2 separate regions of the Rattus norvegicus genome follow, and region 2 is linked to region 1. A link is a contact called in public Hi-C data. All regions are on one chromosome and are shown on one strand. Each heading gives the region's core, a stretch centred on a gene start, on an enhancer-like site or on the middle of the called end of the contact. The rest is flanking DNA. Distances are from core to core; before and after follow the strand shown. Region 1 holds the start of Pdcl3 (phosducin-like 3). Region 2 holds the start of Cnot11 (CCR4-NOT transcription complex, subunit 11).

Region 1 (7,453 bases), core at 3,240-5,739:
TGCTTGAGAGGACAGCCAGGCCAACCTTAAGTTTTCCACCTCTACTGTGAGGTTGGACATCTACCGGGACCCCTTGAATGAGACTCACGGAGGCAGTGATTGATGCAAAAACAAGAGGAGTTTTATTGTTCCAGTGTGTTGGGGCCACCCCCCTACCTCCCCTAACCCCACCCCTACTCCTGCTTCAAGAGGGAGATGGCCCTGAGCAAACTCCATGGGGTCGTATATACCTTTGATAAGGGCAGGTTTCAAACAATAAGGGCAGAATTCAAACAACAGTAACTGGGCAGGGGTTCTATTGGAGGAGTGAATCAACCTTCAAACTGACTTGTGGTCAGTAGACCATTTGGGACTTTCCAAAGAGGGTCGGTTGGGAGTCACAGATGGATTCGTCTGACAGTTGGCTTGTAGCTGCTCCAGGAACTAAGCTGGCTCTACCCTTCCTGGAAGGGAGGGGTCTTAGTGTTCAGAGGTTTGTGGTGGAATTTTCCCACTGGCCTTAGATTGACCCCAACTCTGGCTCTTTCGCTACCGTGAGGAAATGTATGCAAAACATCAAGAAAGAGCCAGAGAGAAGGCTCAATAGACAGGTCTCTTGCTGAGCAAGAGTGTGCATCAGAGTTTAGGTGCCCAGAACCCACATAAAAGCCAAACAGGCATGGCAGCTAATCTTCCTATCATCAGAAACACAGAGACATGGGATTCCCAGGGCTAGCCAGCACTGGTGAGCAGGCTCTGGGTTCAGGGAGAGACCTTGTCTAAATTAACAAACCTTGACCTTGGCCTTTGCTTCATGTCCAGGTCCTCACTCCATTACTGAGTCAGGAACCTGAACACTGGACCTGAAGCAGAGGCCAAGGCCAAGTTCTAATAAATAAGACCTTGATGGATAGCCATCAAGAACAACATTCGAGATGAAGTTCAGGCCTCTGCACACTTGCACACACATGCATTTACTCACACCTATGTGAATACATACCTTCACATATGTGCCACACGTACTAACATTTTTATGAGCACTTGATTTTATTCTTCACATTTGCAGAGGACCTGGAGCAGAGGCCTATGGAGGGATGCTGGTTTGCTCATCCTGCTTTCTTACACACCTTAGGACCACCTCCTAAAAATAACACTGCCCTCCTACTTCAATCAAGCCAGTATCTGACAGACTTGCCTACAGGGCAATCTGACTATTGGCATTTTCTCAAATAAGATTCTCTCCTCCCATATACGTCAAGGTTCACAGTTGACAAGACCAACCAAAACTCTATGCATGGTTATTGCTGGCCATCGTGGAGGGAAATGACCATAGAAATAAAGCTGTTGGCTCTCACAGAAGAGATGACGCAGTGTCGGGATCAATGGGTAAAATTCGCCATGAATTTTTTGAGGCTCTGTCCCTCAAATGAGATATCTGAGTAGTTCTAGAAGAAACTGGATTCAAATTATCAGAAGTCAGACGTTACTCTAAAGGTTGGAAAGTTAATAAAAGCATGACATTTTTTTGAGTTTTATTATATTAGTGGAATTAGTCAAACTTTTTACAAATTGTTTTCTTTTTTCAGGACAAATGAACACTCATACTCATGACTGACCTTACAGTCATCATATTATGGTCATAATTTCGTATCCTTTCCTTAAAGAGGATCCCCAAGATTGAATGCACATGATTGTACCTGGTCCTGCCTAATTACTTTTCTATGGCTGTCATAAGACATCATCACTGGAATAACCTACAGAAGGAAGGGTTTCTTTGGCTTCTGTTTCTAGAGTGATGAGTCTGACCATCATGTGGGGAGCCATGGCAACAAGAGGTAGGCATTACAGGAAGCTAACAGCTCGCATGGCAGCTGTGAGCAGGAAACAGAGAAAAGGGGCAAAAATGGAAGTAGGGCAAGACTTTAAGCTTTCAGTATTGATCCAGAGACATACTTCCTCCAGAATGGCCACACCTTCTAAATCTTCCCAAACAGGGAAACTGACTAGGGACTGAACGCTGGAACCTATGCAGGCATTTCTCATTTTAACCACCACAGCTCTTAAATCAAAATTTGTTATAGGACTCCTATCCCTGTGCCCAAGTCTCACCTCTCCTTATAGCTAGCAATGCTGTTTTCTGGTTGGGGTGTGTGTGTGTGTGTGTGTGTGTGTGTGTGTGTGTGTGTGTGTGTTTCCATTTGTAAAATTAAAGATGCAAACACATGTAGACATATTTTTACTTAAATTTTTATTTTATACCTAAAGCTCTGGGTTTACACACTTTATTCCTAAGCAAAGGGGTGGTTAAATCTTTCATTTTTCTCTTTTGATTTATTTTGGATTTTAAGGACTAGTATGAAAAGCTCCCTGTCCCACCCCACCCCCATTTCTAAATTATAAAATTAACCCAAGTACGGCGGTATATGTTTTTAGTGCTAGCTACTATGGCCACTAAGGTAGGAGTGAACAAGCCAGCTCAGTCCGCTGACTGGGTCTCAAGGGAGGGATCGAGGATTAAAGAGAAAAAGACAATTAGACAATACTATAACATGACTTCAGCCAGTGCTGAGGGTGAAGTGGGTTTATTTTTTTTCCAGTCTGCTTTTATATCATTCTAGACACATACAAAGAATAAGGTCAGTTCTAGGTCAAGGAACAAACAAATGGATAAACAAAATCCCGGTGGTATTCAAGGACATATCAAGATTTTGAGCCTACTTCGGTGTCCTGGCCAAATGTCAAATTCCCACCAAATTTCTAGAAGTGGCCCCAAGAGCTCTCCACACAGGAGAATAAGTTCAAAGCCAGCCTGGTTTACATAGCAAAACCCAGTCTTTTAAAAAGTTATTAAGTTAGTCCATGTTTTCCTCTAGTGATTTTTCTTCTTTAAATTCTAGTATATGCTGTAAAGTAGGTTTTCAGTTTTATCTGCTTCCAAATGACTATGCAGTGTTTCCTACATCCTTCACAGAAGGTTTACATACCTTCCCCAGTCAACCAAGATTTATACACAGTGTCATACTGTGGCTGAGGCTGTCTCAGAACTCATGATGTAATCCCAAATAAAGGCTCAGCTGAACAGTTTGTTTCTCACGTGTATTCAGTTGAAGACTTTATTCATGTTATATTCAATGCAATAAAACCAAAAGTCAAGGCATCAAATTAACAGGAGATTGTTCTGAAACACACATCCTATAAAACTATGCAACTGGTAGCATTGTTTCCAATACATCAGGAGACATCTTTCAGTGGCTCCACCTGAAGCAAGGAAGGGGCAAACAACACCTGCTTTACTGCTGGGTGGGGTGGAGAGAAGCTTATAACCAAAGTCACTGTTGTCACCCCCAAGCTAAACTATCTACAACCGATTTTGCAAGTGAAACTGGAAAAATCCATTCACAACAGTTTACAGCTAGATAAATTAATAGACACTCTAAAGACCTGTAATCTAGTTCGAATGTGTTGAGTTAAATTAAATCCAAGCTATTTGTTTTGTTTTCTGGTTTTTTTGTTTGTTTGTTTGTTTCTTACGGGATAATGTGATTTTCTTTTCTATAGTAATGATGGTGCCTATCATTTCCCAGAAATTATCAGTTCTGAGTCCCCCAGCTGCCAGGACTTAAGTTGTCTGGAAATAATGCCTTAGTGTAACTGCAGTTTGTTTGTTTTTATAGACAGAGGTTCACTCTCTAGCCCTGGGCTCAAATTCAGTGATCCTCCCGCCTCAAGTCTCCTGAGCATTGGGATTATAGATGTGAGCTACCACAGGCAGACACACCTGCAGTTTTGAAGGCTCTTGGGTGATTCCAGAGCGTAGCCAAAAAGTGGGGAGTCCGCGGTGTGCTCAAGCAGGTAGTAGCAAGGTAGTCCAGGTGTGTGGGGTGCCTTTTAATCCCAGTACTCTCAGCTCCAGCTCTGAATGCTGTGGACAGCTCTGGAGCCGTCTGCGTCTTTTCTCAGGGACACACACAAGTCTGGTGTCAACCAGATAAAATGACCCCCGTGATCTTTTCCTTTTGTGAGGGTGAAGGGGCTTGAAGCCAGGCGTTCTACCCTCCACCGGTTTCTCAAATCTGACGCCGTAACCGTAGAGGCTAGAGTGTGCTCTCAGTAAACAAATCCAATGAGCAATTCATCTCATTCAACAGAGCCGCCGGGTGGCCTCCAGGTGACCCGGGGTCATTTTTAATCCTAGCATCGGGTCACTGAAAGGCAATTCTGCCTCTGAGTAGTAGGTAAAGCCTCTAAAAAGACTCCGATTGGCGGCCCGGGGAGTCGCAGAACCTACGCGTACCTCGAGCCAACCCCAATCAACCAGCCGCTTTCCCTAACATGGTAGCGCCCCGGCTTGGCCGGAGTGACGTCACCCCGTACTCCCACCCACCGGGGTCACGGCCTGTCACTCAAAGGCGCTCAGCCTTTGCACGGGTTCCTGAAGACCAGGCGCAGACTCCAGTCTTCTCTTTCTCCTTGGTTCGGCCCAGCTCGCTCCTGGGGGGCGGGACGAAGACCGAAGGGGCGGTGCTACAAGGCGCCAGAGGAGCGGAGGCTGGGGCCTAGGGGCTGGTCGGAACTTCTGGAAGCAAGATGCAGGTGAGTGTGGGGAGCTCGGGACCCCAAGGCTGCCGTTGTTTGGCTTGGTGGGCTCGCGCCAGCCCCGGAGCTGGGTCTACCCGGATTAATTACCGAACTCGGAGGACTGCGGGGAGGCCGCGCGAGAGGCCTGGCGCAGGCGCACTGCGAGAGGGCGGGTGCGGTTCCCTCCAGACCCGTGGGCTGGGCGCTCCTGCTAGGGTGCGTCCTGTCCCGCAAATCTTTGTGCTTTGGGCGGCACCCAAATCTGGGGTCCTTCTCCTCCGGGCCTGATGAAGGCCCCGAGCCTTTTGCCATCTAGAGCTGACAAATGGAGTTGTCTTTCTGGTTTCCAGATCTGAACTCTAGGGCCCACGACTATTGTTAATTTCTAACGCGAAGAAAGGTAGAACTTCTTAGCTTATTTTTTTTTTCCTATCTTGAGCTGGAATTTGCTGGTTGTATTAGATAAAAGTCCAAAGAAAGTGTTGGGAAACGGCATAGAAATAGCCTTATTAGAGCTAAGTCTGCGGCAGCCACTTTGTCACCAGCCTTCTGGATGGAAGGTAGATGGAGCATGTAGTTGTGGGTTCTGGCTTGAGAGACAGAGGCTCTGGAGGAGGTGGCCATCTATACATCCAGCAAGCCGGTCGAACGCTCAGGAAGGTGAAGAGAAAGCTCAGGAACTAACTTCCCCGGGCTCCCCTGCTTTGGAGATTCTCCAGGTCCCTGCTTTAAAACGTCACTCTTCACCTTCTCTAAAAGGAAACCTTGCTAAAAGGAAATGTCACCTTTCTTGTGCTCTGTCTCATCCAAATTGTGACACAGAAGTGATCTTGGAACCCAGTTGTCCTTCCTTTGAATTCATATCCTTCTGAACCGCATTCTGAGCCCTGTTATCAGCGTACCTGCGACCCAGAATAATTGGGATTTGGGTTCCAGGTCTGAGACCTTAACCCTAGTCAGTTCGCTGACTTCATGGCAGTTTCTCTCCCCCATCCACCCGTCAGGCCTGGCCCTGTTTAGCTTCCGACATCAGAGGAAGCGGGGTGTTTTCAGGGTGGCCAGAGATAGCAGTGTCCTTTTCAGTGCCACACCTACACCTGAAAGGCAGGAGCAGGCACAGGCAAAGGGACACACCTAGTATTTAGTGTTTAATAAACATTGGCCTTCGGGAGTGACTTTGGGGCAGGCCAGGTATCTGCTAGTCTCAGATTTATCCTTCAGACTCTAAAGTTTAGGAAGTCAGTCTAGCCTCAGTCTTCCTCTTCCCCAAGTCTGCTGCAGCCTCTTAAGACATGCTCAGAATGTCACAGTGTCTTTGCTTTGGGGTCTTTTGCATTTTTGGGTCTCTCTGCCTGGAATGTAACATCCTTTGGTCTTCACGTTCCTCTCCTTCGGGAGAGGAGCTCAATCTTCCTCAAAGAGAAGTAAGTTCTCGGCACAGAGTTTAATTAGTGGCCTGTTCAGAGAGGCCCAGCTTCAAGCAGGTACCTTTCATAGTTTATGTAGGGTTAGCCAATCTTCCCTGGTGAAAAGACTTCACCACAAGCTGAAGGGTGCAGGTGTCTGGTTAAGACAGTTTGCTGTGTCGTTGGTGGTCACTTCTCAGGGAAGGAGAGCTGGTAGATGTACACCCCTTGAGAGAAAGGAAGGGGTAAGCAGGTCTACAGCAGCGGGAGCCGGGGTCTTAGGGCCTCTACCCCTGTGATGTCATCTCACTGATCAAAAGCATCTAGGGAAGAAAGGGTTTATTTGGGTCACACTTCCACATCATAGCCCATCATTGAAGGAAGTCAGGACAGGAACTCAAGCAGGGCAGGAACCTGGAGGCAAGAGCTGAGGCAGCAGCCATGGAGGGGTGCTGCTTACTGGCTAGCTCTGCATGGCTGGCTCAGCCTGCTTTCTTATAGACCCCAGGGGCACCAGCCCAGGGGTGGCCACTCTCAAAATGAGCTGGACTCCCTCATGACCACTAATTAAGAAAATGCCCTACAGGCTTGCCTGCTTACAGCTAGTCATTGAGTGGTATCTTATCCATTGAGGCTCTGTCCTATCAGGGGATTGTAGCTCGGACCGAGTTTACATAAACTGCCCACGATCTATAGTTCGGTTTTAGCTCTGTTGTCTCAATTCAGAGGAGGCTTCTTATTTTGTTTTCTTACTCCTGTGTAGCCTCATATTTCCTAAGCAAGCTTGTTAATCACACTTGATTACAGTTAAAGCTTGCTATTTTCTTTCTCTCTGTGTCTGACTCCATTCCACCATCACAGAATAAATAATTAAACGTCCTCTCTGGAGCATCTGTCTCCATGTGAATTAGGTCCCCGTGACCCCGTGGACCAACACCCTGCTTCTCATTCCCCGACACAGCTTGTCTCCATGACAGTCTGCAGCTTGTGCACATGCTTGTTTACAGCCTCCATGGGCCACGCCCTCTAGTGCTTCCTTCTTGGTTGCTGCGGCCCAGTTCAGTAATTTACCTGCTCAGTGTCTCCGTTGGGTTTCTGTTGCTGTGGTAAACACCATGATCAAAAGGGACTTAGGGAGAGGGTTCTTTCCATGGTGCTTTCTTGGGTCACAGTTCATCCTTGAGAGAAGACAGGGCATGCCTGGAGGCAAGCGTGAGGACCAGAGCCCTTCAGAGGATTGCTGCTTACTGGCTTGTTCCTCTTGATCTGCTCTGTTTGCGTTTTCATCTATTTCAGGACCAACTGCTCGAGGTAGACTGGGCCCTTCCACACCTGTCAGTCAAGACAATGCCCCACAGGCTGGTGTATGGGTCAGACTGATTGGCCACTTTCTCCCTTGAGGCTCCCTCTTCTCACATGACTCTAGTTGGTGTCACCTTGACAATAAGACAAACCAACAGAACTAGCTACCTAAAATCCATGGAGGGAAT
Region 2 (7,453 bases), core at 1,753-4,252, 580 kb after region 1:
CAACCCTCACCTGCATATAGACATCAACCTACAGAATACATATAAAATTAATACACATAAAGTTAATTGCTTTAGAAAATTAAATTAACAACAACCACAACAATGACAAAAAAACAAAACAAAACAAAACATTACTCACGATATCAGTGACCTTCACAGATCAAAGCACCTGAGAGAACAACTTAGGAGAGCAAAGACTCATGGTTTCACATGCGCCATTCCATCAGGGCAAGGAGGGCTGGGTAGAGCAGAGCCCTTGGCATCATGGTGGGCAGGAGGCAGAAGAGCAGACAGGAAAGAGTCAAGGATGAATATTCTTACCACTGTTGGTTTGCTGCTTCTAGCTAGGCTCCCCCTAAAGCTAAAGATGTCAGAATTGCCCAAACACTGCCATCAGCTGGGTACCAACCTTTTAAAACACAACCCATTTTTGGATGTGTGTGGGGGGTGTGTGGGAAGTTTATAATCAAATCCCAGTCTGTGGCATTCAATAGAAAATGTACTAAGAAGACATCTTTTCTTGGAGGAATAAATGGGTTTGTTGTTGTTTTGTTGTTGTTGTTGTTGTTTTGTTTCTTTTTTGTTTTCCAGCAGAGTTAGGTGTCTTCCATACTGGTGTGGGCTCTCCAGTAGGACCCCCCTGCCCCCCCAAAAAATGAATAGGCATCTTTTCAAAAGAGATGGCTTACAGGCTAAGAGCACTGGCTGCTCTTCCTAGGACCCCAGTTCAATCCCCAGCACCCACATGGAGGCATACAACTGTCTAACTCTAATTCTAGGGAATTTGATGCCCTCTTCTGGTCTCCATTGATGCTGCATGTACGTGGTATCCAGCCGTGCAAGAAGGCAAAGCAACACACACATAACAAATAAAGTAATAAGGAAGTAGTAAGGACAACAATAAAATACCAGTTGCAATCAGGAGGAGTTAGGGTCTGTGGCTCAGTTGGCCGTCACTGCAATGTGCTGTAGTGGAGACCCATGAGCAAAGGTTATCCTTAAGCTGGATGAGCTCATCAGGCTACCCGGCCCCCTTGCGAGGGTAATTCCAGCTGCTCCAACAGCAACAACCACATGGTGCCGACAGCACAGCCTTCCATAGCAGGAGGCCACAGAGAAACTTAGAGGAGACATGACTGAAGGAAAGAAATAAAAAGGAGAGGACATGACTGCTCCTAGGTATTGTGGGGAGAAAGTTTATTGTAGATAAAAGGTTGAGTGTAGGTAGAGGCAGGGACGTCCAGAGTGGACATGACTAGACTGAGCTGGACCTTGTGGGGAGAGGGGGAGACCATGTGCAGCAATCAGGAGTCTAAAGGGACAAAGGAACTGGTAATCAAAATGTCTGGATTCTAGAGGGAAGAGCCTGTGCTGGAAGGGGAGTTCACGGTAGAGAGGGGGTATGCCAGCCATGTCCAGTTAGGGAGGAACTGAGGGATGCTGGGGGAAGCCAGCAGCCAGGTCAGCTTTGATATGTTAACGTTAAGTTTGAAACTTAATAACAATTAGGGGCACCTAACAAAAGAAGCTTTAACCTAAGGGGGGTCGGGGGCTTTGGATAAATGCCAGAAGCTAGTACAAGACTAGGAAGGATTCTCCCCTTGAGGCTTCAGAGGTGGACTGCAGAGCTGATAACTCCAGACTTGCAGCCTCAGGAAGGGAGAGGAAGTCAGCTTCTACTGTGAAAATGTGCTCTGTTTGTGGGGATAGCATAGAAGTCCTAGAAACAAACTGATTGGAAACATAAAGAAGCTCTTGGTACCGTGTTAACCTTGATGAAAATCAGCTCTATTTGGGGCTAGTATTGCTGTGCTCAAATACCTCCAAACATCTTGAAGCACCCATACTATACCAACATTTAAGTTACTAATTAATAATAATTTACAACAATAACTAGCTTGAGTGGGTTTTAGTATTGTAGAGTAGTTGTCATAGAGCATACAATCAATGTAAAAGGGCTCAAAGAGAACGTAGTTGATTAATAATAATAATAGAGGTATTTTGAATCATTTCCCCCGTTTGCCAAGTTATATTTTCTGCTGATTGTAACGTTCATTGGCAGAATCCCTCCACACGTTTAACGGCAAACTAAACAATGCGCCATACTCAACACCCGTTCCTCAAAATTTCCTTAAGGATTTTAGCCGGTAAATAGAAAATTCTTGAACTGTTTGCCATTTTTAGCACAGGGTAGCTAGCAGGTGATGCTGATGACATTCCGTTGGTTTCTGTAATTCTAGAGTGGGTACTAGTCACCACCCAGAGCATGGGAGTGGGGAGCAGGTAGTGGTGTCTGGGACCTGGACCAAGAGGTTGGTACAAAAGAAGTTTCCCAGGGCTAGAGAGATGGCTCAGCGGTTAAGAGCATTGACTGCTCTTCCAGGGGTTCTGAGTTCAAATCCCAGCAACCACATAGTGGCTCACAGTCATCTGTAATGTAAGTTTCCAGGGTTTTCCAGTATTCAGCCAAGGTGGCCAGAAAAAGAGCCCTAGGGCAGGCTAAGAAAAATGAAGTACTACAAACGACTTTGAAAACGAGTTTTTCTTGAGACACTTTCTCGGATTTTTGTTTCTTTCTTATTGATTGATTGAGACAGGGTCTGTCAGTGTAGACCAAGCTGGCCTCAAACTCACAGGGGTTCGTCTGCCTCTACCTTCTTGGTGCCGGTAATCTCACCATGAGCCATCAAGGATGTTATATCGGACAAGATAGACCTATTTTTCAAATTATAACTTAGGTACGATCGACTGGGATAGCTTGGCGCCACCCGCCACTCTAGGATCGCTTCCATGGGGCTTTAACCACAGTTTACCACAGTTTACATTACTGAGTCCACGCGTCCCCGCCCTCCGCGGCGCCCCGCCCACTTCCGGGCACAGTGCCCCGCCCACTCGCGTTCCCGGAACCTCGGCTTGGCCCGGCTTTGCGCTGTTTCTCCGTTCCGCTCGCCTTACTTACGCGCTGTTTTGTTTGCGACGCTGTCGCAGAAGGGTGCGCTTTACGGCCGCGGGGGGACGCAGCGAGCCGGCGCCAGGGCCTTTCGGCCGGGAAGCAGGATAGGCGGGCGAGGTTGATGCCCGGTGGCGGGGCGAGCACGGCGTCTGGCCGGCTTCTCTCAGCGGATCCAAGAGGGGCGCGGGAGGCGGCGGCGTTCCGGAGTGGCCCGGCGGGCTCGAGCGGAGGCCGAGGCGGAGCAGGTGGCCCCGGGTCAGGGAGTGGAGGCCCCGCGGGCAGGATGAGCCTGACCCCGAAGGAGCTCTCGAGCCTGCTGAGCATCATCTCGGAGGAGGCAGGCGGCGGCAGCACCTTCGAGGGCCTGTCCACCGCCTTCCACCACTACTTTAGCAAGGCCGACCACTTCCGCCTGGGCTCGGTGCTGGTGATGCTGCTGCAGCAACCGGACCTGCTGCCCAGCGCCGCGCAGCGCCTCACGGCGCTCTACCTTCTCTGGGAGATGTACCGCACCGAGCCGCTCGCCGCTAACCCGTTCGCAGCCAGCTTCGCGCACCTGCTCAACCCGGCGCCGCCAGCCCGGGGCGGACAGGAGCCCGATCGGCCCCCGCTCTCAGGTACGACCCGCAGCCTGCTGTTCTGTGGGAGCTCGTCGGCTGGGAACATATTCGGCTTCCTCAGAGAGGATCGACCCTCCCTCCCTTTCCATACTTTGTTCCACTAAAATGGGGGTGGGTAGTCAGAAGTTGCAAGCTTCTTTTCAAACTCACTGCACCCCAGATGATCCCTCCCAATCGAAAAAGCCAACGCATCGAACAAGCCCACCGATGGTCTGGACTTATTTTAAGTATGTCAGATACGGTTCGTTCAGGTAAGGTCCTGAGGTATGCGGAGTAGCCAATGGCAGAGTCCACCCCCTTTTTAAAGCCTCTGAGTAAAGAAGTCGATATTAAGAACCTGAAGAAGTGGCAGGTTGAGATCCGCATTATACAACATCTAAAGTCTTTGCAGCCGCCTCCCTCCTTCCTTGGTCTGCTGTAATGTCATGGGAGCAGAGGATGAAGTTGTTTCTAATTAACCGTTCCAAGATGCATGTATGTGTCCCGGGCAATACTGTGGAATGTTTACTATTGCAGCATTGCAAAGATCGGGCACAGGTTTACATCTGAGGATGCTCCCCTAACTTATGTACCGAGGATGGAACCCAGGGTCACTTCCTCTATACCACGAGCCTAGCCCAGGACTCTGGTACAGCTGTACTCCCAGTCACAGGCTGCATTTCAGAAAGCTACCATATTGTAGTTTTTAGCCTTTGCAGGACTCAAAGTATTTGATAACCACAAGTTTCACTGACGTCTCCATAGGTCCACATTGTCTCAAGTGATATATTTGTTTATGGACTAATATGAGTATACTAAATGTACATATTCGATTACCTGGAACTCAGTTACATTTAGTTCATAGAAACGAAACGGCTCACAGTGTGGCGAGCAGGAAACAGCTAAGTGTCAAGTTAACTGTTAAAGTTAAGTTTTGAAAATTTAAAAGTAGCCTTTGTCGAGAAATCGGCATGTATTTTTTGTTTGCAGGGTTTCTGCCTCCTATAACTCCGCCAGAAAAGTTCTTTCTTTCCCAGCTCATGCTGGCACCCCCGAGGGAGCTGTTCAAAAAGACACCTCGCCAGATTGCACTCATGGATGTCGGAAACATGGGGCAGTCTGTGGATATTAGTGGCCTTCAGTTAGCCCTGGCAGGTAAGGAAGGGCCAGAGACTGGGACATTCTTATTGGTCCTTGAGATTCTCTACTTAAAAAAAAAAAAAATTAAGATTTTTTATATATATAATTTACACTTTTGCTTGTTTTTGTTTGATCCTCTCTCATCCTGCCCTGGCCTCCCTGCCTTGTCAACCCTCCCCCCCCTTTTGTTTGTTTGTTTTGAGACCTGGTGGGTTTCTTTGTGTAGCCTTGGCTGTCCTGAAATGTGCTGTGCAGCCCATGCTGGCCTCTAACTGAGCTCTTGCTGGCTGACCAGCTCCCACCTTGATTACACCTTTGTATCCTAGTACCCTCCTTCATTCTCCTTTCCGTTTCCTTTTTCTGTGTGCATCTGACCCCAACCTGGCCTCAGTCTCACACCTCCCTGCCGTCCATCCACCTCCCTCTATCTTTTCTTTTGGGGTTATTTTACTATTATTATTGTTTGGTTTATAGGATTTAAAGATATTTACTTTGTACCCCATTCTGTTCCTGGTGTTCTCAGTTTTAAAATGTTCTCTCTCCCCTGTCCCTGCCCCCAGTTTCAAATGCCAGGGCTGGCCTTGGATGCTTGATTTTTGTGTCTACCTTCCAGGTATGGATCACAGGGCTTAAGTGCTTTAAATGCTCCTTGTCTGAATCTGTTCCAGAGCGTCAGTCTGAGCTGCCAACCCAGAGCAAAGCTAGCTTCCCAAGCATCCTCAGTGACCCGGACCCGGACTCCTCTAACTCTGCGTTTGACAGCTCAGTTGCCTCTCGGATCACAGAGTCTTTAGTCAGCGGACCCAAGCCGCCCATCGAAAGTAGGTGTCTGTCCAGACCACCTACTGAAAGTAGGTGTGTGTGTGAGCCAGCTTTATTTTCTCAGGTTTACAGTCCAGCAGCATTCTGGAGTCCTAAGGTTCTGTGGTATCCGTTCACTGATAACAGACTTCCTGCCTTGCCATCTAGAGTATAGCAAACACCAGCCACTAGTTCTACACTAGGATGTTTATTACTTGTTTGATATACATATATGTGTGTGTGTACACATACATATACGTATACATACACACACATATACACCTGTATACATACATAATGTGTATACATATATGCCTGCCTGCAGATAGAAGTTCAGATTTTACAAAAGTGAATGTTCTTGTTTTAATGAAACAGTCTTATGTACTGTAGAGTAGCCTTAAAAATTTCTATGTAGCTGAGGGTGACCTAAAAGTCCTGGTCCTCATACTTCTGTCTCCCAAGTGCTATGGTGACTGAGATGGCCATGTCTGGCTTTGTTTGTTTACAGTGTTTGGGTTCAAACCCAGGAGTGTTTGTGTAAAAGGAAAGGATGCCACAGGTCAGCCATGTCTCCAGCCCCCTAGATGAGTCTCCCTAACGTGTGTCCAGTGGAGGTCCTTTTATACCTAGTAGTCTTACCATCTCCATCCGTCTGTCTGACCATAGCTGACAGTCCTTACTCTGCTTTCCCTGGAAACCAACCAAACCAAACAGAAACCCACGGGTACCATCTGGGTGGTTTGAGTGATGAAGACGTTCTGCATAGGGGGTAGAGCATCATCCCCTGGTCACAGGACGTCCAGGATTTTGAAGCGTACGTCAAATGTGACTTCCATTCGGTGTAATCTCTGTGGCATAAGAGGGTTTACTGTTTGCAGTTTCAGCTCATTACAAGCCTGTCTCCAGTTATGTGGTGGTTTGGTTTGTACAGGATTTCTCTAAGTAGCCCTGGCTATCCTATAACTTACTCTGGCCTGGAGCTCAGAGATCCACCTGCCTCTGGGTTTGATTGCATGGACCATTGGTCAGCTATGTGCATAACTGAGCATAGCTGCACCTCAGCATCCCTACCTCTCAGGAGAAGTACTTCCTTGTGCTGAAGGCTCTTTGTGAGGAGAGGTAACGGGAATTCACTCTGGTGATGCTGGTGAGGGGACCCTGGAGATAATTGGCTTGGTGATCCTTTGCCAGGAACAAGCCAGATCTCCACTTCGGCTGATAGTGGGATCCATAATACAATGAACTACCTTCTGTCCTGTGTGGAAAATGCTCTCCGGAAGGCTGTGATGGGACTGGGTAAAATCAAGCAGGGAGAGGGAGTTCTTGTACCCCAGTGTAGTGGAAATTACGAAGTTCTTATCTCCTGGGCCTTTTGTGGGGCTTAGCAGGCAGGCAGGATGCACAGCTGGATAGAGGACTGGGTGTCTATCGTGTTAAATACTGAGATTTATAGTAAAGTTGTCTTATTGTGCGTGGTTGTTTGTGTATAGCACTGTGGGTCACTGGAGTTAGGCTGCATGTGTTATATATAAGAACATAATACACCACTGGGGCAAGCTGTGTGTTCAGGTGTTGTCAGATGAGGTCTCATTGTGTAGCTACTGAATGAAGGACAATGTTAGTTCAGAAGTACTGATGAGTTACACATCAACCTTGAGTTGTGGGGATAGCCCCAAGCACGATGTATAGCATTCTGAGACCCTAGGGGCCAAAAAAAGAAAGGGGGTTGGGGGGCTCATAAAATTTTAATTTTATGTTAGGTATGGTGACAATACCTTTAGTCCCAGCACTTGGGAAGCAGAGGCAGGCAGATCTCTGTGAGTTTGAGGGTAGCCTGGTCTACATAGTGAATCCCAGGATAGTCAGGGACATAATGAGACTTTAAGATAACAATCAAGGGTTGGGGATTTGGCTCACTGGTAGAGCGCTTGCCTAGCAAGCGCAAGGCCCTGGGTTCAGT

Evidence for each region. A called contact is a pair of places that touch in the nucleus more often than the background predicts.
Region 2: a contact with region 1 is called in a Hi-C map of mammary epithelial cells, with 4 times the contacts expected there. The contact joins the promoter of Cnot11 here to the promoter of Pdcl3 in region 1. A contact is called at or near these places in 9 of 12 Hi-C or Micro-C datasets (the A7r5 cell line, the Rat2 cell line, Schwann cells and 6 more).

What each region holds. Positions count from the first base shown.
Region 1 is chr9:48,725,594-48,733,046 of GRCr8, forward strand. Pdcl3 (phosducin-like 3) reads left to right here and starts at 4,490. Exons shown (of 6, transcript NM_001025709.1): 1 at 4,490-4,572. The coding sequence starts at 4,567.
Region 2 is chr9:49,307,622-49,315,074 of GRCr8, forward strand. Cnot11 (CCR4-NOT transcription complex, subunit 11) reads left to right here and starts at 3,003. Exons shown (of 7, transcript NM_001108794.2): 1 at 3,003-3,570; 2 at 4,543-4,707; 3 at 5,361-5,513. The coding sequence starts at 3,075. It overlaps LOC134480362 (a long non-coding RNA gene), which reads right to left and starts at 2,866. Exons shown (of 2, transcript XR_010054765.1): 1 at 2,655-2,866; 2 at 1,181-1,731.